Linked DNA regions of Sus scrofa: all the other regions are linked to region 2. A link is a contact called in public Hi-C and targeted proximity ligation data. All regions are on one chromosome and are shown on one strand. The core of a region is the stretch at or near the end of the contact, and the rest is flanking DNA. Distances in the headings are between cores, read along the strand shown. Region 1 holds the start of FAM102B (protein FAM102B). Region 2 holds the start of STXBP3 (syntaxin-binding protein 3). Region 3 holds the start of GPSM2 (G-protein-signaling modulator 2). Region 4 has its middle 31 kb from the start of FAM102B.

The links. Hi-C and Micro-C count contacts between places; a contact is called where the count stands out from the background.
Region 1: a contact with region 2 is called in a Hi-C map of heart right ventricle, with 2.4 times the contacts expected there. A contact is called at or near these places in 1 of 47 Hi-C or Micro-C datasets (heart right ventricle) and 1 of 2 datasets of targeted methods (alveolar macrophages).
Region 3: a targeted proximity ligation map of alveolar macrophages shows a contact between it and region 2. A contact is called at or near these places in 2 of 2 datasets of targeted methods (alveolar macrophages and skeletal muscle).
Region 4: a contact with region 2 is called in a targeted proximity ligation map of alveolar macrophages. A contact is called at or near these places in 1 of 5 promoter capture datasets (liver), 6 of 47 Hi-C or Micro-C datasets (embryonic fibroblasts, liver, mesenchymal stem cells and 2 more) and 1 of 2 datasets of targeted methods (alveolar macrophages).

What each region holds. Positions count from the first base shown.
Region 1 is chr4:111,464,277-111,471,766 of Sscrofa11.1, reverse strand. FAM102B (protein FAM102B) reads left to right here and starts at 4,537. Exons shown (of 11, transcript XM_021090109.1): 1 at 4,537-4,759. The coding sequence starts at 4,620.
Region 2 is chr4:111,287,471-111,295,395 of Sscrofa11.1, reverse strand. STXBP3 (syntaxin-binding protein 3) reads left to right here and starts at 1,329. Exons shown (of 19, transcript XM_021090106.1): 1 at 1,329-1,548. The coding sequence starts at 1,500.
Region 3 is chr4:111,164,332-111,171,982 of Sscrofa11.1, reverse strand. It overlaps GPSM2 (G-protein-signaling modulator 2), which reads left to right and starts at 6,081. Exons shown (of 15, transcript XM_021090096.1): 1 at 6,081-6,369.
Region 4 is chr4:111,494,335-111,501,946 of Sscrofa11.1, reverse strand. No RefSeq gene overlaps it. Among named protein-coding and RNA genes, the nearest start is that of FAM102B, 31 kb to the right of the region's middle.

The DNA.
Region 1 (7,490 bases), core at 3,288-5,787, 170 kb before region 2:
TCTTCTCACATTTTATTGGCTAGAGCTAGTCACATGGCCCTGTTGAACTGCAAGGGGATCAGTAATGCAAACTCCCATATGCCAGAGAAGTAAAGAAGGACCAGATAAGGACCAGATATTACCAGCATCTGGTCATGTTTATCACAGATGATGTCTTGAATTCAACAGTCTGTTGACTTCTGCTCTACCAGCTCTTCCCAGGATTTCAGTAGCACTGGATGTCCTGACTGATAACCCTTTGCCTCAGGTTCCTACAGTGAATCTTGCCTGAACCAGGGGTGTGCTGGTAGCTTCCTGCCTCCTAAGCTCCATCTGCTCTCTACCCTTCTGTGCCTTACTCTGTGCCCCAAGAGTCCATCCTCTATGACCTGCATCTTCCAGGTACCTTTGCCCTCTGACTTCCTCTGGTACTGGGATCATGGGAGGTACCAACAGGAGATCAAAAAGCAGGAGGTGAGAGAGGTCAGGATATTTGTTCCACCTCCTTTCAACTCCCCACCAGACTGTGGGTTCCTTCCTTTGCCCTCAGTTCTGTCAAGAGTCCTTTCATTAAAATTTCCTCATTTAAACACTTTGAGTATGACATCTGTTTCTTGCCTGGACTTTGATTCATACATGGTGTTTAATAATCAAACAAAAGTCTAAAAAGGAATACTAGACTCTCTCCCTTCCTTTGGTTTTACTGAAGCTGGAAGCCTTTATGCACTTCAAATCTGAGTATATCATGCCTCTGTTTTAGAACTTCAGTGGCTCCCTATTACATCTCTGTCACCACCCCCACTCTAAGCTGCAGCCAGACTGAACCACTTTCAGTTCCTCCCACGACGTGGTCACTCTTCCTCTGAGCCTTTGCAGATGCAGAACCTTCTTCCTGGAAACTGCTGCCCACCCCCACACTCACCATTCAAACACAGCTCAAATGTCACTTACCCCAGAAAGTCTTCCACAGCCCTACTTATGCTAGTTGGATGTACTGTATTCGCACAGCAGCCTCTATTCACCCACCATCATATATAGATAGACTTCAGTGTTACATTGTACCAGGACTTCCTGCTTACTTATTGTGTCCTCCAACAGATCATAAGATACAGAAGAGAGATTGCATCTCAGATCTCTAGGGCCTGGGATGGCCCGTGGCACATTCTAGGCTCTGGATAAATCTCAGATAGTTCCTGAGTGTCACTGGAAAAAGCTTGAACCCGCCTCCTTTAGCAACTGTCCTCTCTCTTCATTTACTGACAATAATCTGAAAAAATTATTTTTAGTCACCCATTCCTCGTTACTAACTTCCATTCACTTCTCAGACTGTGACCTGAAAACGGAGTCCCCTCTGGTTAGGCGCTGAGCCAAAAGACACAAACAAGCCAAAGAGCGGGAGAAGGAAGGATGTGTTACTTGCAGCAAGTAAGAACACCAGGGATCTCTCCCAAAGCAAAGTCTCCCTGAACAGCAAAGTTGGGGAAGTTTTAAGCTAAGGGTATATGCATATTCGCGAAGGGTTTTGAACAAGGTAGAATTCAGCATAGAATGGGGGCAGAGGTGGACAGAGTCCAGGCTTTAGTTGAAGTCAGCAGGGTCAACTCATCATTCCATCCTCCGCCTGGGGGTGGGGTGCCTTAATTCCTGCAGAAATCAAAGACGTGCAACAGATTGCACTATGTATTCCTTGAGGAGGAACTAAGACTCTGCTTTATTGCTGAACTATTGTTTCCTGCCTGCATTTTCTCTGTTCTACATCCCTCACTTCCCTTAAGATCATTCATTACTGAGACCTATTCAAAGGCAAGCACTGTAGCCAACATTTAGATCCCAAAATTGCTTAGGCCAAAAATGGCTTCTCTTATGTCAGAAAAAAAACATGCCTGGCTCTCTTTCTCCAGGGACACCCCCTACACACACTCCCTATTTGCTTACATAAGCATTTTAATCTTACTTTGCCACCATCTTTTGTGGAGGCTTCTCTTGCCAAAACCACCGATAACCTTCTAGAACGTCAATTTAAGAGCTTCTTTTCAGTCCAAATCCTCCAGGATTTCTCTGCAACAATGCAGACTCCCCTCCTCCAGTCTCCTCCCCACTCCCTCTTTCTCTCTAATTGATCTGTCTGCAGATATATTATAAGCCCCTGTATGTCTTGCTCATTAGTATCTCTGGTCCCCAGTGCAGTGCTTGGCACACAGTAGGTCTTAAGTATGAATGTTAAATGATAAAAACTCTTTTTTGGAATTCTCTTGTGGTGCAGCAGGTGGAGGATTTGGCATTCTCGCTGCAGGGGATTGCTGCTGTGGCAAGGGTTCCATTCCTGGCCCAGGAACTTCCATATGCTGCAGGTGCAGTGCAGTAAATACATACATACATACAAACAAAAAACAAAACCCTCTTTCTTGACTTCCAGAGCATTTATCTTCCTTGATCTCTTCTCTCTGTTTGTTCTAAAGTGCCTTCACAAGCTTCTCTTCCTCATCTACTCATTAGATATTCTTCAGAGTAATTCATTTTTATCCACTCCTGGGGCTTTAGCCATCAGGGAATACTCTAATTCCCAAAGGCAAGTTTTTGGTCCTTACTCTTTGCCCTGATTCTCCTTATTCTCCTGGATGTCTCAGAGTTCAAATAAAGTCTCATTATCTCCTCCGTTCCCAACCTACCCTCCTCCTGCTTCCAAGGCAGTCAACAGAATTAACATCCATCTTGCTGTCCAAGTAACAAACCCCAGAGTCCCCTGTAACCCTGTCCACTGCCTTATCCCCTTGTCCTGAGGGCGAACCAGTTTTCTCCACTACCAAACCCGAGAACCCTAAACTCCTAAACTCTGCCCCTGGGTCTTTCCCTTCATTTCTCCCACCTGGAGCACCTTCCCTCCACCAACCCCTGACTCTGTTCCAAATCCCATTCATTCTTTGAAATTCAGAACACTGATTAACTTCAATTAATTCCTTCCTCTTCTGAGTTCCAGACAACTTGCTTCTTCATTCTAAGGAAACACACATGCTAGGTTTTGTTTTTTGGTGGGTTTTTTTGTGGGGCTTTTTTTGTTTTGTTTTGGTCTTTTTAGGGCTGCTTCCATGCTAGGGGTGGACTAGGCTCTGTAGCTGCTGGCCTATGCCACAGACACAGCAACACCAGATCCCAGCCGCATCTGCGACCTCCACCACGGCTTACAGCAACGCAGGATCCTTAACCCACTGAGGAAGGCCAGGGATCAAACCTGTGTCCTCATTGATACTAGTCAGATTTGTTTCTGCTGAGTCACCCACCACAGGAACGCCTAGGTTTTGTTTTTTGATGACTGATTTAGGTATATTTTTCTCACTAGATCGTAAAATTATTGAGGTCAGACTTTTTGTGGTTTGTGTGTGTGTGTGTGTTTTAAATCAATCACCGGGTCTGGACAATAACTGACATTTTCGGTGATTAAACATATTTTTGTACGGATGAATGCATCCATCAATGAGTGAACTGGGAACGAGAATCTCTTCAGTTGCAGCCTTTCAAAGATTACTGCGAGGGAATCTTTCGGGTTATAACTCAGGCTGAAAATATGAATATTACGTAACCAAGTAGTAACATAACGTATAATGTAACAATGTGTAACGTACACATTCTTAAACATGCATCTAAGGAGACTTCTTATTTTTTTGGCTTTTCAGTTTTCCGTATGGACGGCCACATTTTAGAAGGGAAAGTATTATTTGAATGCCTTCTGTACTCTTTTATCCTGGCTGACAGGAATTAAAGTATAAACCGGAGAAAACGCCTGTAGCAGTACAGTGCCTGGGTTCTGCACACGTTCTAATCCCTTCCTCTTCCCTGCCTCCTCCTTGCTTTATATTAGAAGGCTCGTGAATTCAGAGTACCTAAAAGAAATCTGTGTTTTCGGATTTCGATCTGATGAAAACGACGTCGTGGAGATTCTGATTAACCCTATTAACCCGTGACTCTCAAACCCAAGAGGGAAAAAAAATATATCTCTGGAGGGGGAGGGGGAGAAGGGGGGAGAGGGAGAAAGGAGGCGGGGCAAAAACTGAAAGAAAGGCCGAGAGGAAGCTGTAGAAGGAAGTTCCTTTTCGGTCGGATTTGTCTTTTTTTAACCCCAGCGAGGCGTGACGCCCCAACTGCCGTCGCGGGTCCGTTTCCCGGCGAAGCGCCCGCCCGCCGCGAATTTCCTCGCCCGCCCTCCCGCTTCCGCCCGGCGGTGCACTGCTCGTCGCCGCCGCTAGGGGCGCCGCGGGCCCCGTAGCGCCAAGGCAGCGGCGGCGGCGGTTCTCCCAGCTTCACGTCTCCTCCTCCCAGACGGGCGGCGGCGGCGGCGAGTTGCACACCGAGAGGGCGCCCACCGCTCAGGCGAGCTGCAGCACGACCGCTCCCCGCGGGCGGGCGGGGTCCGCGCCGCGGCCGCCGCCGCCGCCGCCGCGCTCCGGCCCCGGCTGCCGCGAGAGGAGGCGGCGGCCCCGGCCCCGGCCGGCCCGCGGCGCCCCCCAGCCGCGCCCCCGCGCGCAGCTCGCGGCCCCGGCCATGGGGCTGGGCGGGCCCGGGGCTCGGCCGAGTTGAAGCGGCGGCGCCGGCCCGCGCGCCCCTTGGGGCCACCCCCGCACCCCGCTCGCCGGCGTCTGGCTCTCATGATGATGAAGAAGAAGAAGTTTAAGTTTAAGGTGGACTTCGGGCTCGAGGAGCTCTCCTCGGTGCCCTTCGTCAACGGGGTCCTCTTCTGCAAGATGCGGCTGCTGGACGGCGGCAGCTTCACCGCCGAGTCCCCCAGGTAACACGCCCGCCCGCCGCCCGCGATCCCCGTTCAGCTGCGCCCTCGCCTGCCCAGCAGGGGCTTGTAGGCTGGGCAGCATCTCTTTCCGTGGCTCCTAAGCTCCAGGAGGGCGGCCAGCCTCGTGAGCTCTTCTTTCTCTAGGGATCAGTCTGAGATCGGTCGGCAGTCTATCGATCTGCTAAAGTGCTTCGCAAGTGGGTTCTTCTCGGCTGGAGTTGCCACCTGCGCTCCTGATTCCAGATGGTTCCTGGTATTTGCACTTCCCTCCTAAATTCTCTAGGAATGGGAACGATGGTCAGAAGGGCGAGGATGCTTGTGGTTTCTCTTCAGACCTTTCTATATTTGTGAGATGCAGAGTGGAACTTGAGCTGCTGTTAAAACAAAAATAACCCAAACAGCTCGAGTTCCAGGAGCGCCCGCTCTCAACAGAAGCCGGTGCCTCAGCCTTTCCCCTTCTCCTTGTTGGTTACTGGAGGGCTCGGGAGCCCAGGATGCGACTAGGGTAGGCCTGATCAGGCTTGACTTGAGTCAAGTGTTCCCTGGCAGACAGCAGTCTGTGCCTCATCTCAGAGCTGCGTGTCCAGTTACGCCCTAACACTCTCTGAATAACCCTTCTCGCAGTGGCCGCCAGTGGCTCTCAGCGTGGAGGACTTAGAACCAGAAGAACCCAAGCCCGCCCCTCTTTTTGAAGTGAGCCCCTAGGCGCTCACAGGGAGGGTCGTTGGTAGGTTATAGAGTGAAGTCAGGAGGGGTGGCATTCCTTGAGTCTTTTTAGGGCCATTTGTAGGTTGACAGATCTACCCGAGGGTAAGTGTTCCTTAAGAAAAGAGTGAATTTGTAGAATTTTTTAAAATGAACTTTTAAATTCTTGCGATCAAGGAATAAGACTCAGAGCTAATGTTTATTTTGCCTCCATATTCTGCTCACGGGCTTTATTTTTACCCTAATAAGTATTCTGCTTTCCTTTTACCTGTCATTCCCTATTAATAATGTAAAGGAAGAATAATGTCCGTGGGTTGTGGAATTGGGACCAGAAAATTGTCTATGGTGGCAATATTGAAGCCTATGGAAGCCAGAGAATGTTAATATCTAGTTGGCCAAAGCAAAGGAGAGAGGAGGCAGTATTGATTCTCAGACTTAAATAACGGTCAGCTGAGCATAGTTTTTAAAATTAAAGTATGATGACAAATCTGTGGCTGTTCAGCTAATTAATTACACCAGAGTCATTTTTAACACACTGGGAAGAAAGCGGTGTTACTCAGAATGGTGCAACAAATACTTCGCTAGCTCTTAAGGTGTAGAAAGCCTAAGGCAATTCTTGAATGTTCTGTAGGTGCAAATGACAGTCTTACCCTGCAATGCCGCAGGGTTCCCACCCCCTACTTCTGGCAGTTAGACCAACTCTTCTGGGTCAGTGGTGACACCTGGTGGTCAGGGTACTTCCCTACTGCCTCCTTTCTCCCTCAGATTATTGGTCTGGCTTCTTAAAAGTCAGGTATTCTGGTGCTGCAGGCAGTGTTTTATTCAGCAAATATGTATAGGCTAAACCCTTTAAATAGATCAACCTATTTCATTCTCACAGCAAGCCTGTAAGGTAGGGATCCCCATTTTGTAGATGAATAAACTGAGATTCAGCCTAACTCACTTTCCAAGGTCCCCACGTCTGATACGTGAAATGCCAAAATTCAAAAAACAGGTCTATCGAACTTCAAGCAGACTGCTGTCAGATAAAAGCAGACTGCTGTGTTTGAATAGGGGACTTCCTAATGGTTTTACCAAGCGAGGGGCGTAACTGGATTTGGAATGTACAAGACTGGAAAGGAAAAAGCAGAGTATTCTGTATTAAACGTATCCCGTTCTCTGCCAAATAAATGTGACTTTAATCAAAGTCACGTAGGTTAAAGAGTTGTGCTCTGTGTGACCAACCAAACAACATCCCTATGGTTTGGAGGGAAGTGATTCATTATAAGGAGCCTGTGCCTTGTTAGGGAGAGTCGTTGGTATCAAGTTAAGAGGAGGAGTTTGAAATGAGGCGGATCTGAACCTAAATCTTCCCTCCACGCTGGAAAACCTGGGTGGGTTACTTAGCCTCTCAAGTCTTCCATATGTAAAACAGAAACCATCGCTGGCTTATGGGGGTGTTGTGGAGATTTAGTAGAATGATGTCTCTAAAAACAGCTACCACAGTGCTCTGGCACCTAGCTGACATTTAAAGAGGAGACAGGGAGTTCATCTGAGAGTTAGTTTACTTTACATGTTATACTTAATTCTTTTCTCCTGAAAACTATGGAAATATTGATTTGAAAAATCTATTTTAGAAGGAAAAAAAATCCCTAAAGGATGTGAATGATTTAAAAATTGCATAGTGTTTCATTCTTGGGTGCCAGTCTAGGCAGTGCATCTCTAAATAAATGCTGGATTTTCATTTTTTAAAAAAGTTACCTTCTGCTTCTCCTAAACCAAATACAGTTAACACTTACTACTTCTCCCTTAAACATATGAAATGCACTACATAGTAAGGGGTGAACTCAGCAGGCCCAAGACTGCTTTCCTTAGATAGGCCTGCTTTACAGTGTTTTTGCTGGCATCTGGGAATTGAACGTTCAACAGTCGACTTCACTGACGTAAAACTTTCTAGTGGCTCATCGTGCCTCAATCCAAACAGTGTGATTGGTGCTGTGTACTTTCTAGGAGTCTGGAATTTTGGCTTGTGCTAGGCAGAGGGTGC
Region 2 (7,925 bases), core at 80-2,579:
GGATCAATGAGATAGTCCACTTAGCACGGTGCCTGCTTTAGTAAATGTTAGCTATTATAATTACTAATAGTAAGTACCATTTACACTTCTCTATGTGACCAAGTTGAATTAAGAAAATTGGGAGTTCCCATTATGGCTTAGCAGGTTAAGGACCCTACACTGTCTCTGTGAGGACACAAGTTTGATCCCTGGCCTCGCTCAGTGGGTTAAGGATCTGGTGTTGCCACAGGCTGCGATGTAGGTTGAAGATGTGGCTCAGATCTGGTGGTGTCCTGAGTGTGATGTAGGCGAGCAGCTGCTGCTCAGATTTGACCACAAGCTTGGGAACTTACAGGTGCGGCCATAAAAAGAAAAAAATAACGTAAAATTGGTTCTTTGCAAATCCCTGTGAGAAAGCATACTTTGTGTTAATGTCTATGATGGTTATGTCACAGTTTGGGGGGCTCAGCAACTAAACTCATTCAATTCATGAGTGATTAGTTTGATTGCAAGTCTCAGGAAATAGATCTCTCTACCTACACTTGCTATGTTTGAGCTTAAATTGTCTCCTTTGTTGAATCAGCAATAATTCCCTTCTTTTAAATGCTAAAGCATTGATAGCCTCTCCCACCTGAATTTGTTTGTTGAATAGATAATTATTTTATTGGTTCATACAGGTATACTATCATCACAAGGGCATTTACTTTTTAACCAACTTTTTTTTTTTTTTTTTTTTGTCTTTTTGTCTTTTTGTCTTTTTGCAGCAACGCCAGATCGGAGCCACGTCTGCAACCTACACCACAGCTCACCGCAACGCTGGATCCTAAACCCACTAAGCAAGGCCAGGGATTGAACACGCAACCTCATGGCTCCTAGTCGGATTCGTTATCCACTGTGCCACGAGGAGGAACTCCTTAACCAACTTTTGACTACCTGCAGCATATCAAGAATTGAGCTAATTAGATTTTTAATTCTTCAGAATCTGGTCTCATTTATTTGACGTTCCTGAAAGTCTTGAACAGTTCTGGGCACACTGGATGGCACCTCACATTTCTGCCCAATTATTGCCTCCTTGAACGATGAATAAACTTTTTGAAGGATAAATTTTCTATTCGGTAGGCGACTGAATGAAGTCCATTACAAATCGCTTCACAAAGTGCAGAACTCCCTCCCGTTTTCATGTACCCTACGTGTAATCCGGAATTTCTCAGATGCTGTTAGCTCCCAATCCGTTGGCACGGTTTCGTTTTCTGACGTCACAGGTCGTCGAAATTCATCTGACAGCCTCCCGCTAGGGGGCGCGCAACTGCTCAAGGAGCGTCCATCCGCACTGCGCAGCCTCAGTCTAGGGATGGGCGGGAAGCCCCTACAGAGCCCGTGACGTCACCGGAGGGCGCGGACCGTGGGCGTGGGCGGGGCCTCCCCCGCAGCTAGAGGCGGGGCCCGCCCGACCCCTTTCCCTCAGCTCAAGTAGGTTGCGAGTGGGAGGCGCCGGCGGCTGCTCCGCAGTGTTTGGAAAGATGGCGCCGCCGGTGACGGAACGGGGGCTGAAGAGCGTCGTGTGGCAGAGTGAGTGCGATGGGGCAGGGGCTGAGAGAGGGAAGGCCAAGGAGGCCGTGGCGCCCGGCCTTGCGTTCCTGCCCCAGACCAGCAGTCCCTTGGGGAGCCGCGGCGGCCACTTGTTGCTTTGGCGCCCACGTCCCTGTTAGGACTTCTTCCTGCTTTCCTTCCCAGCGCAGTTCTGGCAGGACCAGGGATGGGCGGGGTGCGGGAGGACGCGGCCCTGGCGTCTGGCACCCTCTCCGCTCGGCGGGGCCCTGGCCCCGAAGCCCCGCCCTGGGTGAGCGGCCCCCGGCCGGCCTTTTCCGCCCGGGGCCCCGGCGCCGGTCCTCCGCCGCGCCCGCGTCGAGGCCCCACCAGTCGGCGATGTCTCTCCACCGGAGACAATCTAAGCACTGTTTTTCTCTCTCGTCCCTCCCACTCTCCCCGCACTTGGGTTTCCGAAAAGTGCTTATTCTTGCTTATTGGTCTTAGTATCAGGGAGGGTTTTATAACCGTACTTTATCTGTCCTTTAAGAAGACAAAAACAAAACCTCACTGTTAAACAGACCCCTCTTCCCTTCTAGAAGAGCCCACTTTCTAAAGAGAAGGGACCGCTGGAATGATTAAATCTCGGGGCAAAGCTGTACCTTCATCCACCTTTTCCTTTCTACTCTCCGAGTCACTCCGTTTTGCTAGGACTGTACTACTTATTGGTTACTCATATTCTGCCATATCATCCACGACTTTCATAAATATCACACCAAACCTAGACCGGTCAGGTTAGAGAAGGAATAATACTGCCAAACAGGAAGAACTATCATTGTTTGGCATTGCTGCGTTCAAAGTAATTATGGTCTAGTGGTGGAAAGGGAGTAACATCCAATTAGTATTTCTGACTCCAGCTTTGAAGAAGGAACAGAAATAGCACCTGAGTTAACAAACTTCTGGGAGTTATAGAATTCCTTGTATAAAATTAAAACTCCAAATTGGTGACTGGCATAGTGATTAGCACATCAGATACTAAAAACAAGTGTATAAATAAAAGAGGGAAAAAAGTTATGAAAATATTTTTATTACTTTTTTCTTTTTACCTTTTTTTTTTTTTTTTGGTCTTTTTGTCTTTTTAGGGCCTCACCCGCAGCATATGGAGGTTCCCAGGCTAGGGGTCTAATTGGAGCTGTAGCCGCCGGCCTACACCACAGCACAGCAACTTGGGATCCGAGCCGCATCTGCGACCTACACCACAGATCAGGGCTACGCCTGATCCTTAACCCGCTGAGTGAGGCCAAGGATCGAAACCGAGTCCTTATGGATGCTAGTCGGGTTCACTAACCGCTGAGCCACGATGGCAACTCCTTGAAACTATTTCTTTTAATTGGATAATTGTAAAGTTAGAAATTTGTTTTTCAAAATTTGCATGGGTTACTTTTAAGATTTGGTAATGTTTTAAAATCACAGTGGTATTTAAATACATTTATATTGTAAATGGGAATTACATTGTAAATATATGTTGGAAATGGGTAATGAATTGTATTTTATAAGTAATTTCCAAGATGGTCCTTATGGTCAGCATTTATTAGCAAAGGAAAAAGGTTAATGGCAGTAATGTTGGTGTTGATGGCATGGAAACTAGGCAAGAGGGAGCGTTTAAAGATAACAATTTTCCGTCGTGGGCTGTGAACCTGAGGTGGCACCAGGATATCCAGATGGCGTGTAAGATAAAGAAGATGGGACACTGAATGGAAGGAAGGTGTTATGAGGATTAAAAAATTAGTTATTAGAACTTTTGTGTAAGTAGGAACATAGCCAAAAGACAGGTGATGTTCATTCCACATTTAGTAAGTAAGTGGAGAGAAAAGAGAAGTGGGGAGCCTCTCAGTTCTGTCAGCAGAAGATGACAGTCTGAAAGAAATGAAGGCATCTTCTCAGAGGTAGGAGAATCACACATTTGACTGAGAAAAGGTTCTGCTAACTATATAGGTAGTATAGTTAGGTCTGGGTAGAAAGCTAAGTAGCTTTCAGTTGTTTTTTTTTTTTTTTTTTTTTTTTTAAAAAAAAAAAAAGGACTTCCCCTTGCGGCACAGCGGAGACGAATCCAACTAGCAACCGTGAGGCAGCGGGCTCCATCCCTGGTGTTGCTGTGGCTGTGGTGTAGGCCAGCGGCTATAGCTCCGATTAGACCCCTAGCCTGGGAACCTCCGTATGCCTCGGGTGTGGCCCTGAAAAGATAAAAAAGCCCCCCCCCCAAAGCCGTTCGGTTTACCTACAAAGTAGGGAAAAGGGAACTAATGTTTCTTGAACAATTACTCTATGCCAGGCACAATTCTTTACATATATTAAAACTTGAGAATTTATTACCTCTATTTGACAGATGTTAAAACTCTTATTATTGCTGCATTCTTCTGTTTTTTTTTTTTTAAATCATTGGCTCAGCTTTAATTAGACTTTACCCTTAAGCTTTTACAAGTGGAATTAATCATAAAGCAAGGGTGTAGGGGAATAATTTTCCGCTCCTTTTCTTGTAAACTCAAATTCTTTGGAGTAAAGCAGGCTTTTACTGTTCACAAGATTATTTGTGAGCTGTAAAATAGTTTTCCCTGTATAGCTGCCTTATTCTTAACAGCCAAAAAGCCAAAACAACCCAGATGTCCATGGACTGGTGAGTGGATAAATACCATTGGTACATACAATGGAATATTACTAGGCAATAAAAAATAATGAAGTGGAGTTCCCGTCGTGGCGCAGTGGTTAACGAATCCGACTAGGAACCATGAGGTTGCGGGTTCGGTCCCTGCCCTTGCTCAGCGGGTTAAGGATCCGGTGTTGCCGTGAGCTGTGGTGTAGGTTGCAGACCTCTAGCCTGGGAACCTCCATATGCTGCGGGAGCGGCCCAAGAAATAGCAACAACAACAACAACAAAAAGACAAAAAAGACAAAAAGACAAAAAAAAAAAAAAAATGAAGTACTGATACATGCTATAGTTTTGATGATCCTTGGAAAAATTATGCCAAATGAGAAGTCAGTCATAAAGAACCATGTGTTATATGACTCCATTTATATTAAATGTCCAGAATAGGCAAATCTATAGAGATTAGTAGAAAGTAGATTAGTGGTTGCCTACATCTGCGGGGATGGAGAGATGTGGGGAATGATGGCTAAGGTTTCCTTTGAAGTAATGAAAATGTCCTAAAATTGAATATGGTGAAGAGTGCACAACTCTGAATATACTGAAAGCCATTTAATTGTACACTTTGGATGGATTATATGGTATGTAAATTATAAAGCTACTTTTAAAAACCTGATAGAGGAGTTCCCATTGTGGTTCAGTGGGTTAAGAATCCAACTAGGGGAGTTCCCATCGTGGCGCAGTGGTTAACGAATCCGACTAGGAACCATGAGGTTGCGGGTTCGATCCCTGCCCTTGCTCAGTGGGTTAAGGATCTGGCGTTGCCGTGAGCTGTGGTGTAGGTTGCAGACGTGGCTCAGATCCCATGTTGCTGCAGCTGTGGTGTAGGCCGGCAGCTACAGCTCCAATTCGACCCCTAGCCTGGGAACCTCCATATGCCGCGGGAGCAGCCCAAGAAATGGCAAAAAGACAAAAAAAAAAAAAAAAAAAAAAAAAAGAATCCAACTAGGGAGTTCCCATCGTGGTGCAGTGGAAGTGAATCCGACTAGGAACCATGAGGTTGTGGGTTTGAACTCTGGCCTCGATCAATGGGTTAAGGATCTGGTGTTGCCGTGAGCTGTGGTGTAGGCTGGCAGTTGTAGCTCCAATTAGACTCCTAGCCTGGGAACTTCCAGATGCCTCGAATGTGGCCCTAAAAAGATGAAAGAAGAAGAATCCAACTAGGATCCATGAGGATTTGAGTTCGATCCCTGGCCTTGCTCAGTGGGTTAAAGGATCCAGTATTGCTCTGAGCTGTGGCATAGGTCCATACACAGTTTGCATCCCATGTTGCTGTGGCTGTGGTGTAGGCTGGCAGCTGCAGCTCCAATTTGACCCCTAGTCTGGGAACCTTCATATGCCACAGTTGCAGCCCTAAGAAGAGGAAGGAAAAAAAAAGAAGTTTCATGGGAGAAGGAAGAAAAAGTAATTATTTCCTCTCTGGGAGTAAATCAGGGAGGATTCAAAAGAGGAGGTAACATTGAAAGGTAGGAGGATTTTACCAGATGGGGAAATCTGAGCCAAAACTCGAAGGTATGAAAATATATGATATTTATGGAAGAGGGGATAATTCCCTTTTCTGAGTACAGAATACTTGCTGCAAGAAATAGAGGGACAAAGACTAAAAGGTAGGTTGGAGCTTAATTGTTTAGACATTCTCAAGCAGTCGGAAACCATTAAAGATGAAATATTTTTTCCTTCCTCAAATAGTCATCCTCAGCAGTTTGGGGTCTGTATTAGAACAGTGCTGAAAGGAAGTCATTTTCTTGATCCTAAAGTTTTCAATTTCAGTAAGTATAACGGTAAAGTGCACTAACGCTAAGTGTACAGCTGGGTGAATTTTTACCCATGTAACTATCACGTAGATTGAGGTATGGAATGTTCCCAAGCACCCCATAACCTCTGCCAGGCCAAATTCCACCCTCTCCCCCAGAGGAACTACTATTTGACTTAATGTTGCCATCAGGCAGTTTTACAGTGGTGGCTTTTTGTCTTTACATCCTTGTGTTTAAGAGAGGAACCCTTCAGACTCTTAAATTGTATTTTCCTGAAGAATAGATATAGAACTTGTTAGATTTCTACCTAGGAATAATTTACCATTTGCCTTGGTATATGTTCACGTGGTCTTATAGTAGTCCTCAGTTTTGTTTTTCGTTTTTTTTTTTTTTTTTTTTTTTTTCTTTCCTTCTTTTTATGGCCACACCTGTGGCATATGGAAGTTTCCAGGCTAGGGGTGGAATCAGAGCCACAGCCACAACAACACTGGATCCTTAACCTACTGAGCAAGGCCAGGGTTCGAGCCCGCATCCTTATAGAGACAACATCAGGTCTTTAATCTTCTGAGCCACAATGGCAACACATAGTCCTGTTTTTGTATGTTGTACTTTTGTAAATTTTTTTTTTTTTTTGGCCAAACCTGTGGCAAGTGGAACTTCTCAGGCCAGGAAGTGAACCTGCACTATGAGCCGGATCCTTAACCTTCTCTGTCACAGGGGAACGCCTTATCCAGTTTTTAAACAGTGAACTTTGAAAGCCTTAAGTGGTATTTCCCAGGCGCAATTCAGTCTGTTTTTACTCAACTAGTAATAGGTATTACTTTTGCCTCTACCCCAGACCTCTGGGATTACGTTTATAAAGATTCTTACCCATTCCTTTCCTATTTTCCATACAAATGAGTTTTTCCTGCATTGTCATTATTAGGTTTCTTAATAGCTTCTCTCTGATTTAAGATAGTTGTGCAAGTACATTTCAGCCTTGATGCTGCTGCATCCTTCTTTGTTGGTTCTCCTTTCATTTTCCCCTTCACTGTTTTCATATCCTCTTTGGCATTACAGTTTTACTCTTTCTTTTTTTTTTTGTCTTTTTGTCTTTTTTTTTGTTGTTGTTGTTGTTGCTATTTCTTGGGCCGCTCCCACGGCATATGGAGGTTCCCAGGCTAGGGGTCGAATCGGAGCTTTAGCCACTTGCCGATGCCAGAGCCACAGCAACGCGGGATCCGAGCCGCTTCTGCAACCTACACCACAGCTCACGGCAACGCCGGATCCTTAACCCACTGAGCAAGGGCAGGGACCGAACCCGCAACCTCATGGTTCCTAGTCGAATTCGTTAACCACTGCGCCACCACGGGAACTCCGGCATTACAGTTTTAAACACATTTCCTTTTATGTATTGGAGAAACAGAAGGAGCAAAGAGAGGGTGATTGGTATTAGTAGGTCATTAATCAGGTAGCGTTTGGACTGATGCAGGACTAATTTAGAGATTAGGTAGAGGCCAGTTGATGAAGGATATCGGATGGTAGAGTCTAGGTTTTATTCTATAGGTAACAGTAAGCATTTGAGAGAGTTTTGAGGTGGATATTGATAGAACAAATGGATGACTCTGACAGCAGTGCAAACAATGGATTGGAAAAGGTGAAGGGATTGGAGGTGGAGAGCAGGAAATCCAGGTAGGAGACTGTTGCAGTAGTTCAGGGATAGGTAAATCAAGGCAGTGCTGGTGACAGTGCGGTCACCAGGTAGAGCAATCAGTGCTGCCCAATTATAGGAAATGGGAGAGGGAGGAAATAGCCAAAGACTATGACTAAGAAAACAACAGTAGAACTCATAGAAATGGAGAAGTCTAGAGCAGTTCTTAGGGTATTTAATCTCAATTTGAGGCACATTGGTGCTTAAACCTGTATTGTGTGATTGAATGAAGTCCTAGGAGAGAAGAGGATTTTTGGACATTGAAGCACTGCTA
Region 3 (7,651 bases), core at 4,832-7,331, 130 kb after region 2:
TTTTTCTTTTTTATTATTATTAATTTTTTAATGACTTTTTAGGGCTGCACTTGTGGCATGTGGAAGTTCCCAGTCAAATCAGAGCTGTAGCTCTGGCCTGCGCCACAGCCACAAAAACGACAGATCTGAGCTGCATTTGTGACCTATACCAAGGCTCATGGGAACACTGGATCCTTAACCTACTGAGCGAGGCCAGGGATTGAACCTGCGTCCTCATGGATACTAGTCGGATTCGTTTCCACTGCACCATGAAGGGAACCCCCTCTTGGAAATTCTTCTGTGGAAATGTTTGAATCTGAGTTAAGTTGGTGTCATAGTCAGCTTGGGTTGACAAAATATCATAAACATGATGGCTTATACAAAGTATCTATTCTTCACAGTTCTGGAGGCTGGAAACCCAATATCAAGGTGCTGGCAGATTCAGTGTCTGGCGAGGGTCTATTGCCTGGTTCATAAAGGGTCATCACCTCACTGTGTTCTCTGGTGGAACAGATGAGGTTGCTCTCCAGGTTTACTTCATAAGGGCACTAATCTCATTCATGAGAGCTCCACCCTCATGACCTAATCTCCATCCAAAGGCCTTATCTCCAAATACTGTCACACTGGGAATTAGGTTTAAACACAGGAGTTTGGGGAACACATAAACATTCAGTTTATGGCATTTGGGTTTCTCTAAAGGTGACTTGGTTTACCTTTGCTAGTTGCCTGGGGGTACCACTAACCTGAAACCACTCCATAGTGATTTTTATTTTTTCCATTATAGCTGATCTACAGCGTTGTGTCAATTTTTTACTGTATAGCAAGGTGACCCAGTGACACATACATGTATCCATTCTTTTTTCTCACATGATCATGCTTCATCACAAGTGACCAGACATAGTTCCCTGTGCTATGCAGCAGGATCCCATTGCTAATACATTCCAAAGGCAATATTCTGCATCTATTAACCCCAAATTCCCAGTCTCTCCCACTCCCTCCTCCTCCCTCTTGGCAACCTGTTCTCCATGTCCATGATTTTCTTTTCTGTGGAAAGGTTCATTTGTGCATTATATTAGATTCCAGATATAAGTGATATCATATGGTATGTGTCTTTCTCTTTCTGACTTACCTCACTTAGTATGAGAATCTCTAGTTCCATCCATGTTGCTGCAAATGGCATTATTTTGTTCTTTTTTATGGCTAAGTAGTATTCCATTGTGTATGTGTACACCACATCTTCTTAATCCAATCATATGTCAATAGACATTTAGGTTGTTTCCATGTCTTGACTATTGTGAATAGTGCTGCAATGAACATGTGGATGCATGTGACTTTTTCAAGGAAAGTTTTGTCCAGATACATGCCCAAGAGTGGGATTGCTGGGTCATATGGTAGTTCTTTTATACAGTTTTCTGAGTTACCTCCATACTGTTTTCCATGGTGGTTGTACCAATTTACATTCCCACAAACAGTGCAAGAGGGTTCCCTTTTCTCTACACCCTCTGCAGCATTTATTTGTGGATTTTTTAATGATGGCCATTCTGACTGGTGTGAGATGGTACCTTGTAGTAGTTTTGATTTGCATTTCTCTAATAATTAGTGATGTTGAGCATGTTTTCATGTGTCTGTTGGCCATCTTTATATCTTCTTTGGAGAAATGTCTATTCAGGTCTTCTGCCCATTTTTTCCATTGGGTTGTTGGCTTTTTTGCTGTTGAATTGTATAAGTTGTTCGTATATTTTAGAGATTAAGCCCTTGTCAGTTGCATCATTTGAAACTATTTTATCCCATTCTGTAAGTTGTCTTTTTGGGTTTTTTATGGTTTCCTTTGCTGTGCAAAAGCTTGTCAGTTTCATTAGGTCCCATTGGTTTATTTTTGCTTTTATTTCTGTTGTTTTGGGAGACTGAACTGCAAAAACATTTGTAAGGTTGATATCAGAGAATGTTTTGCCTATGTTCTCTTCTAGGAGTTTGATGGTGCCTTGTCTTACATTTGCGTCCATAAGCCATTTTGAGTTTATTTTTGTGCATGGTGTGACAGTGTGTTCCAGTTTCATTGACTTACATGTGGCTGTCCAGTTTTCCCAGCACCACTTGCTGAAACCACTTAGTAAATTTTCTGTTTGTTTTCTGGACAACGCAAGTAGAATAGATTATTGACTTTGGTTAAAAAAAAAAAAAATCAGAGAGGACGTATTTCCCCCTCCATCCTTTGTTAAAGCTGATTATAGGCAATGTTCTTTTGTAGTCTTCTAGAAAGAGGCTGAAGAGCCCTCAAGGGGGAAATCCTGATTTTATGTGTGGAGTCTTATGAGAGTCGTCATCTTGACAGGAATCTGACCTTTGTCTTTTCTTACCAGGCCTCATGAGACCATGACAACCAAAATTCAAGTTCACCTGGTTTGGCAAAGACAAACTTGACTTCGGTGTTCTCCTTACCTCTTTTACTAGTTCTTAGCTTCTGAGTGATCCTTACTTTCATGCTGGGTCATTGATAAAGTTTCTGTTGTTTTAATATTCGGAAGCATTTTCAGTTATTCTCCGTGTAAGAGTTGGACAAAGTATCTATTTCATTACTGTCAGAAGTGGAACTCTACAGAGTGATTTTATCCTCTACTTTTTAATCTGAAAAATTCCAGATTTCCAGAAAAGGTAAAATAATAGCACATGAACAGTGCAGTATAAGAATATATGTCTCCCCATATATCCTCACCTAGATCTATTTGTTAATCTTTTTTGTATTTCTCTCTTTTTCTGCATTTTGCTGAGCCACTTGAATATAAGTTTCAGAACTCATGGCTCTTTACGCTTAGATATTTCAGCTTGCATCTTCTAAAAATAAAAGAAAATCTATATGAAGATAACTCCATGGCATACCTAATAAAATGAACAGTAATTCCTTAATATCATCTAATATGCAGTCTATATTCAAATTTCCCCAACTGTTTCTTTCTTTTTCGGCTGCACCCAAGGCATATGGAAGTTCCCAGGCCTGGGATAAATTTGAGCTGCAGCTTCGACCTACGCCACAGCAGTGGCCATGCTGGAGCCTTAATCCACTGCACCATAGCAGGACTTCCCCAATTGTTTCTTTCTTTCTTTCTTTTTTTTTTTTCTTTTTGCCTTTTCTAGAGCCACTCCTGCAGCATATGGAGGTTCCCAGGCTGGGGGTCTAATCGGAGCTCTAGCCTCCGGCCTACACCAGAGCCACAGCAATGCCAGATCTGAGCCGTGTCTGTGACCTACACCACAGCTCACAGCAACACTGGATCCTTAACCCACTGAGCAAGGCCAGGGATCAAACCAACCACCTCATGGTTCCTAGTCGGATTCATGAACCACTGCACCATGACGGTTGTTTCTTAAATGTCATTTATAGTCTCCTTCTCCCCTTCATCCTCTTCCTCCCCCCCTCCCCTCCCCCCTCCTCCCCCTCCCCTTCCCTTCCCCTTCTTCCCTTCTTCTTCCCCTTCTTCTCTCCTCCTTCTTCTTCCTCCTCTTCTTCTTTTCTCCTCTCTCTCTGATTTAGAAGTTCATTAAGATTCTGTACATTTTTGGATGTTTTTCATGACAATGATGTCTCTGAAGAGTCCAGACTAGCCGTCTTGTAGAATGTCTCAAATTCTGGCTTTGTTTCGTCGTGTTCTTTTAAAAATATAAACAGATGAAATTATTCCCATGTTCAAAATCTCCCACTGGCTTCCATAACATTTGGACCATAAAGTCCAAACACATTACCCTGTTTACAAAGACCCACACGAACCGTGTGCTCCTCTCTCCTTCAGTGCACTTAAGCTGTAGTGGCCTCTTTCCGGGTTCTCAAACCCACGAAGCTTGTCCCACAGGCTTTAGCTTTAGTCCTTGCACTCACTATTCCCTTTGCCAAATGCGTTCCTCCCTGAGCTTTTGCTGGAAAGTTGGCTCCTTCTGGAAATTAAAAATCTCAGTTTGAATACCATCCTTTCAGGCTGGCCTCTCTTACACTGACCCTCAGTGTAAAGCAGTCCTTCGGTCACTTCCTCTCACATCATCCTACGCTGAATTCTCTGCCCGGTACCCATCACAGCTTGGCATATTTCTTGTTATTTATTTTAATTGAATTCCAGGCGGGTGGGCTGTGTTCTGTCTTGTTCATTACTACATTCCCAGCACCTAGAACAGTTCCTGACAGAGCTAAAACTGAAGAAATTCTTGCTGAATACTGTGATGAATAAGCTGAAAGGTGAAAAGAAGCCAGCCATCTAAAGAGCCTGGGGGGAAAATCTTGCAGAAGGAACAGCCAGGGAGAAGGCCCTGAGAGAACCCTGAGGCTTAGTTCTAAGGTCTGCAGAATGTCAGTGTATTTGGAGGGAAAAATACAGGAAGGGCAAGGTGGTTTAGGGCTTAGTGGGCCACAGTAGGGGGAATTTAGATTTTACTTTAAATCAAATGAGAAGTCAATAAGGTTTTCAAGTAGGAGAATGACATATTCTGATTTATACCTTTTAAAAGATAATTTAAAAGCTAATTCATGAGCTCCTGCTGTGGTGCAGCAGGATTGGCAGTATCTTGGGAGCGCTGGGACACGGTTTCGATCCCTGGCCCAACACAGTGGGTTAAGGATCTGCCATTGCCACAGCTGTGGCTTAGATCGCAGCTGCGGCTCGGATCTGATCCTTGGCTTGGGGAGCTCCATATGCCATGGGGCAGCCAAAAATATATATATAAATAAAAGATAATTCAATTTGAGCAAGATGAAGATAACTAATATGAGTGATAGAAAGTCACATGTGTAAGTGAAGATTTGTAAAGGGGAAATAATTATTCATTCAGAGAGGATGAATTTGATATATTGTACTCTCTTTGTGGCTTTTCTATCAACACCCAAAAAAGAATTTATGACTAAGTAGGGATTATAATACCTACCTCTGAAATAATACAGTGAGCTAATTCAGCTGTTGTTTACAAGCACCTGATAGTAAAGGTAGTTGTTGATAATAATGATAATAAGAAACATTTACTAAGCAGTTGAGCACGATGTTAACTACTTAACAAAACTTGCCTCACTGAAGCATCACAACCACCATCTTATTAAAAGATTTACAGTTGTGTTTTATAGTTGAGGAAACTAGGGCTAAAAAAAAATAAGTAACTTGTTCAAGGTCAATCGGCCAGTAAGTGGCAGAGGTGGAACTCAAACCTAGGTCTAGTCTGATGCCAAAGCTCTTATTTTAACCAGTTTGCCAAACATAACGCTTTCCCAGTAAGAGAAATGCTACTTGGATCACTGGTTTCAGTATCACTCAGAGAGATACTGAAACTGGGGTTTTCTTTAACATATCCTTCAACCTGTAGAAACATTTCATTTCAGTGGAGAAATATCTATTTGAGAAATAATCTGATAAAATTCGTCAGGTTATTTAGTGGAGAAAGACTGCAGCCTTAATATTTTTGTGAAGAACAAACAGACCTGTTTTTCGGGGGAGGGGGGACTTGATATAGAGAGGAAGTGAATGGAAATAAAAATTATTCGTCCCAGTGTATTTGGAACACAGCTGCTTGAAAGTAAGCAAAGCTACCACCCAATTTTCCTGGGAATCAGTGATTCCGCAGTCAACACAAGTTTGCTTTTTTAACAGCTGGGGACGCCAGAATTGTGACCTAACCTCAAGAACTGAGGCTGCCTTGTTCAGACTTTCACACGGGTCCCTCTGTTCCTTTCACAGAGCCCTCTTTTTCTTAAACATCCCCGCAAGTGCCCTTGGGAGACTCATTCTCCTGGCAGGGACCAAGCCGTCAGGGCAAGAGGCACTTGTTTGGGATTCCCACCTTTTAAAAGGGTCTGGGACAGTCCGACGGACTTTTTCTGGACGATATTTATTGCCCCACCCTCAGTGTCTGGAAAAGAAACAGGAGGGAAAGAAAGCGACTTTAGTTCGGTGGTTGAGGACAGAGCCCGGGGGCAGTGGAGGACCAGGCGCCCCGAGGTTCGCTTAATCCCACTCGCGTCCCCCGCCCGCCTGGACCCGGGAGGCGGTGCGCAGATGGCCCCGCCCCCGCCCCGCCTCCCGCTCCGGCCATTGGTGGGTCCGAAAGACGCGGGGCGTTGTCTGTTTGAATGGGAGCGCCTGGGAGCTGGGGCGCAAGCGCAGAGGAGGGCAGGGGGAGCGGGCTGGCGGCGCTGCGGGACCCCTGCGTGGCGGCTGACTAGGAGAGGAGAGCCCCGGAGTTCTGGCCCACGTGACCTGCGGCGGTGGGGGCGCTGGCCTGCGGGGCCTCTGCCTGAGGACTCGCCGAGGGGAGGGAACTCGCCGTGGGGAGGGGCCTCGGCCACCCGCCCGTCGCCGAGGCGGCCGCTGCTGCAGCTTCGCCCTGTCGGCGGTGCTCCGCAGGCTCTCCCGCCCCAGGGAGGTGAGTTCGGAGGGGTGTTTGTGGGCTCCCGGCGGAGGAGGAGACAAGCAGGGGCGTGTGTGTGTGTGTGTGTGTGTGAGAGTGAGTGTGAGTGTGAGAGAGAGAGTGTGAGGGGCGACCTCCTTTGTTCGAGGTTGGGGAGTGGGCCGGGGTGGTCTCGGGGACCGGCGTCGAGAAACTAGAAACTCGGGTCAGGAGCACCCCGCTGCCCTTCGAGCCTCAGTTGCTTTCAGGTTGGGGAATTAACAATGGGAGAATTCTTAAGAGCTTCGTTCTCCAGTTTTTTGTTTTTTAAGTAAAAGTGTAATAGGTTACAACAACTTCTCACATGTCCTGCGTGTAAATAACAACCAGATTAAAAATCTGAAACCCTGTGGAATTAAATCCGAGGCAGATCGCGTTCGCTTGTAGTCGTGAGTTTGCCGTCTAAGGAGGACAGTCTTTGTCAGACACCTGCGTTTACCATATTGAAATTCGTGAATTTGGGGGCACCAACCTGTTGATTTACCAGAGAAATTCGTGGTTGCTGCAAAAAGTTTTAGTAAGGGTAGAATATTAAGAAAACCCTTTCCTAAAAATCTGTGGAATATCTTCGAGTAGTGGAAAGTGGAAAAGCTATAATTTCGTTGTATTTATATGGTAACCAGTTGGCTTATTTTAACTGGTGTTATTTGAACTCTTAAAACGAGTAGAGATGGAAATTTTGCCTTAATGCATAATTTAACCCTCCCGTGGAATTAAACGGAGTGGATTCTTGGCTTTCAGTCGGCTAGTATTGGTGTCTCGGGTGGCGTGTGTGGGAGACGCTGAATTTTCAAGCTGCCACTTTAGAAGGGTGCGCGGAAGATTTCCGGCCTGATAACCACCAATGTGATTACCTCTGATAAATATCGCTTTTGCTTGGCTTGTCATTATTCAAGAAGCAGCTTTGGTTGATTGTTTGAAAGTCAGTGAGCAACGTTAAAAAAGCGAAGATTGCTGTGGGTTGGCGTGTGTGTGTGTGCGCGCGCCCGCGCGGAGAGTGGGTGCTTTGGAGAGGAAGGGACGGTCTCATACCTACCTTCCTCCTGGCAAGCTCTTTTTCAGGCCATTATTTATAATATAGGGAGTTGAGCAGATACAAAGTAAAAAGTTGGGTGTTACTGTTGTAGAGGCATTCCTTTCAGATCCTCTTTGGCTAGATAAGTAGTTTAGTTATATTGATTTTCATGAAATCAGGCATGCAGTGTTAAAAATATTATATTTTGATAGAAATCTTAAACTTGCTACTAGACTAATTAAA
Region 4 (7,612 bases), core at 2,222-4,721, 200 kb before region 2:
TGTGGCTCTTAAGCTTCTTCTGCTCAGAGGTGACATATTCAATTTTAGTGTTCATTTCATTGGCCAAAGCAAGTGACATGCTCTCCTGGCTTTACATCCTCCTGCTGGGGAGGATGCTGAACATTAATGAACAATACTACCGTCTAACCAGAAACTATTTAAGCATCTGGAAGCAGAATAAATATGATTTAATTCACAATGTACACTATCCTTCTAGCTGCCACGTGGAGAATAAGAAAAAAGGGAAGCGTCAGCGGAGTGAGATCAGTCATGAGAGTCTTGGGGCTGTCAGCTTAAACTAGGGTGGTAACAGCGGAGGAGAGAAGCAGACAGATCATGATATATTTTAAAGCTAGAACTGCAAGAACATTGTGAATGAGCGGATGAAGGAGAGAATGATCCTGCTATAGACTGAATGTTTGTGTGCCCCCACATTTGGTATGTTAAAATTCTAACCCCCAAAGTAATGGTGTTAGGACGGGGGTTTTTAGGGGATGAGGTCATGAAGAGGATCCGTGTCCTTGTAAAAAAGATTCCAAAGAGCATCTTCAGTCCTTCCTCCTTGTGAAGACACAGCAAGAAGATAGCATCTATGACCCAGAAAGTGGGCCCTCACCAGACACGGAATCTACCAGGGCCTTGATCTTGAACTTCCCAGCCTCCAGACTGTGAGAAATAAATTGCTATGGTTTATAAGACACTATTATTATGGTATTGTTATAGCAGCGCTCCTGGCCTGAGATGGTATCAAAAATCACTTTTAGGTTTCCGGCATGAAACACCATGTCAGTGGAACTGCTAGTCCCAGAAGTGGAGGAGACTGACTGCGGATAAGATGACTGGGAGTCAAGCAAGTGGCAAAACTGCATGCCCAGTTCAGAAAAGAGGTCCAGGCTAGAACTATAAGTTTGCTAGTCATTGGCATACAGATAGATTTTAAAGCTATAGGAGAGAGGTCCATCACTTAGAAAGCGTGGAGTACGGAGTTCCCGTTGTGGCTCAGTGGTTAACGAATCCGATTAGGAACCATGAAGTTTCGGGTTCAACCTCTGGCCTCGCTCAGAGGGATAAGGATCCAGTGTTGTGTGAGCTGAGGTGTAGGTTGCAGATGCAGCTCTGATCCTGTGTTGCTGTGGCTGTGGCGTAGGCCGGTGGCTACAGCTCAGATTAGACCCTAGCCACGGAAAAGACGAAAGACAAAAAAGAAAAAACGAAAGCATGAAGTAAGAAGTCCCTAGGCCAAGCTCTGGAAAACTCTAAAATGTAGGTGTCAGGGGTAGGCAACAGAGCTAGCCTGGCATAGTGGTAAAGAGTCAGGCTCAGATTCGAGCTGCCTGCATTTGAATCTTCTGGAGCAAATTACATCATTTCTCTGAGCCTCCGTTTCCTCATCAGTACCAGTTCTGTCTCAACAGTCTAATGTAGAGATTAAGGAGTTCCCATTGTGGCTCAGCAGGTTAAGGACCTGACTAGTTGCTGTGAGAGTGCCGGTTCGATCCCTGGCCTCACTCAGGGTTAAGGATCCAGCCTTATCACAAGCTGTGGCGTAGGTCCCATTCCGAAGGAGGTTGTCTTTTCATTGTTGGTTTTGTTTTTTTGTTTGTTTGTTTGTTTGTTTGTTTGTTTTATGGTTTCCTTTGCTGTGCAAAGGCTTGTTAGTTTGATTAGGTCCCATTGGTTTATTTTTGCTTTTATTTCTATTGCCTTAGGAGACTGACCTAAGAAAACATTTCTCAGAGAATATTTTGCCTATGTTCTCTCCCAGGAGTTTGAGGGTGTCTTGTCTTAGACTTAAGTCTTTAAGCCATTTTGAGTTTATTTTTGTGCATAGTGTGAGGCTGTATTCTAGTTTCATTGATTTGTACACAGCTGTCCAGTTTTCCCGGCACCACTTGCTGAAGAGACTGACTTTTTCCCATTTTATATTCTTGCCTTTGTTGGTCAAAGATTAATTGACCATAGGTGTCTGGGGAATTATAGTCATTATTTCTCTGAGGGAGACTGAACAAGAGCCTTCAGAAAAGTAGGAGAAAACAGGAAAGTTTTAAACCATAAGAAGAGGCTGTTTTTAGAAAAAGAGAGCTGCCAAAAGTGTCAAATGCTACTGAAAAATTGAGTAAAATTAAAAGCTAGAACTGAAAAGTGTCTTTTGGATTTGGCAAGAAAGGCATCAGCATTTTTAGTGAATTGGTGGAGCAGAAACCAAATTAGGGAGAGTTAAAGACGAAATGCATCCCTACGTCATACTGTGCACAGAAATAAATTCCCACTGAAGTAGATATAAAAGTAAAATGTGAAACCTTAAAATGTTATGAAGAAAATTTGGAAGAATATCTTTGCGATCTCAGTGTAGAAAAGGAGTTCCAAAACAAGACAGAAAAAGCATAAACCAGAACTTACAAAACAGAAACAGACTTAAAGATTTCAAAACCAAACTTATGTTAACCAAAGGGGAAACGTGGGGTAGGGGAGAAATTAGGGGGTTGGGGTTGATATATACACACCATTATCATACTATATATGCAATAGATGGGTAACAGGGACCTACTGTCTAGCGCTGGGAAATTTACTCAGTAGTGTATAATGAGCTGTATGGGAAAAGTTTCGGGCTCTTCGCCTGAAATTAACCCAACTTTGTAAGTCAACAATTTGCCAATAAAATTTTAAAGATGAAAAAAGAAAAAAAGAAAATCACAAACCTTAAAGCACAATTTTGGTAAAACTGAAAACATCTGTGCACCAAAATACATCATTTAAAAGGTGAAAAAGATGAGTCACAGAAAGAAAATACAAGCTTACGAATAACAAAAAGTAGTATTCAGAATATGTAAGGAATCCTGTAAATCAATAAGAAAAAGAGAAAAACCTAATAAGTGGGCAAATACTATGAACAGGGATGTTATGGGGACCTACAACCTATTAATGTTTTCACCCTAACAGTGCCCTCATCTCCTTATGTCATTTCTCTTTTTACTTCCACTTAGATTCCATAATACATCATCCTAATCAATACCTTTCATATCCCTTTACATTTTGGTCCCGCTTTCTTTTCCTTATTCATTTGGCAAAACCATAACCTTAGGTAAATTCAAATCTCCTTGTTCTTTGCAGCTTCAGCCCTTGTCTATGGCTGCCTACAGCTGTGGATGCCCTTCCTTCAGTGCAGCCAAAAAACAGGTGCAAGTCCTAATGATAGTTTGTAGTGGTGGGAAGATGAAGGGGGCCCAGGCCTTTGGAATAATGGCTTCTATTTCTTCAATAAATGAATGAAGAAATGGTGAAAGTGAGGATGCAAAGGAGAGAGCATCAGAAAAAGAGGATGTGAGAGCTGGAAATTTGAAGAGATGCAAGAAGGGATAGCATAATTATTGTAGAGAGTGGGAAGGCTATGTCACAAGAGAAACTGGGTAAGATTTGGGGGAACTTTGAGTTGCAATCTGTGGTCATGAATGTATGGAATATCCTTTGTGAAACGTACTGTGCCTATCATGTAAGCCAGAACTGGGCACACTCATCTCATGACAGTTGTAGGGGACTCAGTCCATTACATCACAGCACTTTTGGTCAAAACTACTAACATGCCAACCTCTATTCCTCCACATGGCGTGGAGTTTATTCTAGTCCACTCGCCCAAAGGCTCTGCACCTATTTATTCCACTCAGCCTACACAGCTTATGCATGCTTACACATGGTGGAGCAGTGAGACAGAAGGAGCCAGGATCTTGGGGCCTTTATGTCAGCCCTAGACTGTCTATATTTCTGTGAAACAGAAATAAACTCGGGCCTTTAGCCGCCATCATTTCAGGCCTTCTACCACCACAGCTGATCTTAAATCGAACCAATAAAAATCCTCCATTAAAAACACACGGCTAATCAAAATAACAGTTAACCAGAAAAATGCCCAGGTTAAATCACAGTCGAAATGACAGTGAATATAGTTTTAAAACTGTTAAAATATATTGAAGTGAAAATAACTTTAGCATTTTAAATGAAATCAATGTATTGGGAAAAAGTTTTACTAATTTTATGTAAATCCATGTATAATGATATTTATGAAACAACTTGATAAAATAATGATAAATGAAGATTTCTACAGCTGCGCACATTGCTTCAACTTATCATTTATCTAACATTTACGGAGTGCACATACCCTGTTAAGCAGTATGCTAGCCACCAGGAATATGAAGATAAATGAAAGAATCTTTGACTTCCCTTGAGGAGCTCACAGACCGATGATAGACATAAACAGATGTGGTACTTGATATACTTATTTTTTATTTGTGGGCTTTTTTAAATTCATGAACGTATTTTGTAAACTCAGCAATAAAATTTTTTTTGTCTTTAAAGAAGAGATCCCCTTTGTCGGGGGAAAAGGCTAAATGTAATTTGGCTCACTGATCAGTAGAGGGCGACAGAACATCAGACGGACCGCTTAACAATGCCTTCGTGGACCATGTTGTAGACAGATTTCCACATTTTATTCAATTAATTCGTTACCCCAGACTCACTAACAGCTTAGCAATGAACATACAAAGCATTTAAATTCATTCTGAATAAAACGCATTTATTATTTGGAAAAAACACAGTGAAATAAATAATTTTCACTCATTCATGTTTTATTTATCTTTCTTTTCCACAGTTTATTCTTCTATGTCCTACAATATCGTGAAAGATTCTCACCTGAAGAAATGCACTGCATCAGCTTTTTTTTCTCATAAGTGTTGCAAATACAGTTTATCTGTCTTAGTATCTTTCCAAGAATGGTCAAGTGAATGAAACCCGATGTAATGCAATGGGGGCACTGAGCCAGCGGTGGCTGCTGACACCAGGTAAGTGATAAAATCTTTATATGACCTGTGAGAAGTATAATTTTAAAGTATGAAATTTGATTCTCCTCATTCAAGTCAGTTTCCTTAGCTATAATTCATATATATAATATTAATGAGGTCAAAAATTTTCAAAACACAACTATAGTAATGCATATATTAAACCCATGCATTTTCTACCAAAGCAAAAAAAAAAAAAAATAGCTTTTCTTCATCAGAATGTGTTTTGTTTAAAATTATTGTGAAAGTACCTCTCTTGTTTAGCTTATTATAGAATTTTTTTCTCCCTTTTGAAGGAGATCAGTTGGCATTTATGGAGCATCCATTAGCTGCTCAATTTATGTGCTGTAATAAATTAACAAACTACTGCAAACTGGGTGTCTCACTGCCTCACAATTCAGGAGGCCAGAAGTCTGAATCGAAGTGTAAACAAGTTTGGTTTCTTCCGGAGGCTCTGAAGGAATCGCTTTTCCTGGCCTTTCTCCTAGTTTCTGGAGGTCACCAGCCATCCTTGGCTTGTTGCTCCAATGTCCGCCTCCATCTTCAGCTGACCTTCTCCATGTGTCTCTCTGTATCTTCACACAGCCTTCTTATAATGATGCCAGTCATTGGATTTAGGGCCCACCCTAATCAAAGATGACCTCATCTTAAATAATTCCATTTGCAAAGACCCTGCTTCCAATAAGATCACATTCCGAGGTTTTGAGCACACATAAATTGAGGAGGAGACACTATTCAACCTAATACAAATAATAAAGCTATTTTGTATGTCTTCAAATTTTAAAAGAGAAAAAAAATCTGGCTTTCTTTTTTGGAAATAATATGAAAACTGTATATATTGTATTCAAAATAGACATATCCGGGTATTCCCCTCTTGGTGCAGTGGAAACGAATCTGACTAGGAACCATGAGGTGGCAGGTTTGATCCCTGGCCTCGCTCAGTGGGTTAAGGATCCGGCGTTGCCATGAGCTGTGGTGTAGGTTGCAGACGGGGCTCGGATCCCGCGTTGCTGTGACTCTGGCGTGGGCCGATGGCTACAGCTCCGATTAGACCCCTAGCCTGGGAACCTCCATATGTGGCGGGTGCAGCCCTGGGAAACGCAAAAAGACAAAACAAAAAAACAAAAAAAAAACCATTCAGATGGTGATGTGCACAACATAGAAGATGTAGCGCTCCATTAATAATGATTAATAAATAATAATTAATAAACAGTGTACATTTTTTACTGAGACCCAGTAGAATTAGAGATTTAGTAATAAAGAAAGATCTAGAGAAAACTTCTCTATAAGTAGAATCCAAAAAGTTTCATCATATATGAAATTAATGGTCACATTATTGCAGTGTTAAAGAAAATATGCTTTTTCAATTTGTTTTCCAGTTACCGTGTGTTTTAATTTATTTATTTTCATTTATGGGATATGTAAGAAATAAACCAATTATCAGAAAATGTGCACCATGCACTGAAACTGAGTAAGCCCCATATAACCACAAAGGGGTCGTTTTTTGGATCCATTGTCCTGCTGAAGATACTGCTTTTACCTGATCCCTGGTTGAAGTTGCAGCCAAGCGGACAATGGGAACCAATTGCCAACTGCGTTCCCTCTGAAGCCACGTGATCTCGGAGACATGATCACATTTTTAAGATAGAAAAGTCAAGATCAAATAATGCTAAAACACATCATAAAGGAAAACATGGTCCCTCACACCATTCTCATTATCAGAAAGGAGAAAACACATCAGCTTCTCTGAAGAACCCAAGTTTTTTGTCGCAATGAGTTCTTTTTTAAAATGTTTCGCTGAGTAAATGAGGAGAGAAGATAATGTCCTTCAAAAATTCCTAAAGTAACTGCAGTAACAGGAAAGTCTACTTCTTGTCCATCGTTTTTTGTTATTAAAGTGGAGGTTAAAACACTACAACACCCCTCAGCGGAGGCAGTTGTGGAAAGGCTAAGATAACCGCAGTGGATGGTTGTTCCAGATTATTCCAGAAAGAGATGTTAAAGTGACTGGAAGAAAAACGGAAACAAGTATCCTTCAAACACGCCTCCCCAAATATCACCCTCCCATGGCCCTTAGGTAGGTACGAGATGGCAGACTCTCCAGCTTCTGCTCACTGATGAGACTCGGGAAAGCTAATATTCCGAGCAACTAGATCTATACGCATTTTTAAAACAAGTGAGCAGATAGTAAAGTTACACTTTTTTAAGAAAATTAAAAACTCTAAATAGAAAATAGAACAAATACTCCAGTGGTTCCTGCCAGGAAAACTCAGAATTTTCCTGAAGAAACAGTTCTGGGGGCTTCAAGTTCAGTACAGTAAAGCTAACAAAAACCTGTCTTTTCCCCACCTCCCTAACATCTGAGACCTCAGGATAACACAGGAACAAACCCAGAAAGATAAGGGGAACAGGAAAAGTTGCCGGCGGTTGAGGAATTAAATACGTGGAAGACAGAAAAAAGACTAGAAACCTGTGGTTAGATAAGAAAGGACCAGCAGCCCAGAACAGGCAGGCAGGGAATTTCAGTGGAAGAGAGAATCAGTCTCCAGGGCAGAAACCTACAGGAACTTCAGGCCGACCTGGCAGGTACCTCAGGGGTGGGAGGCAGAGGGGAGGCTAAACCAGAGAGGTTGTTTGAAACTGTCCAGTACACAGCACATGACTGCACCAGACACCTGCCTACACCCTACCTTCTTCTCGCATTCCTAAATGCATGGAATACCAACTAGCCTTTGACTTCCGGCCAAAAAAAAAAAAAAAAAAGGTTTCTTGTCTTGAAAAATGGA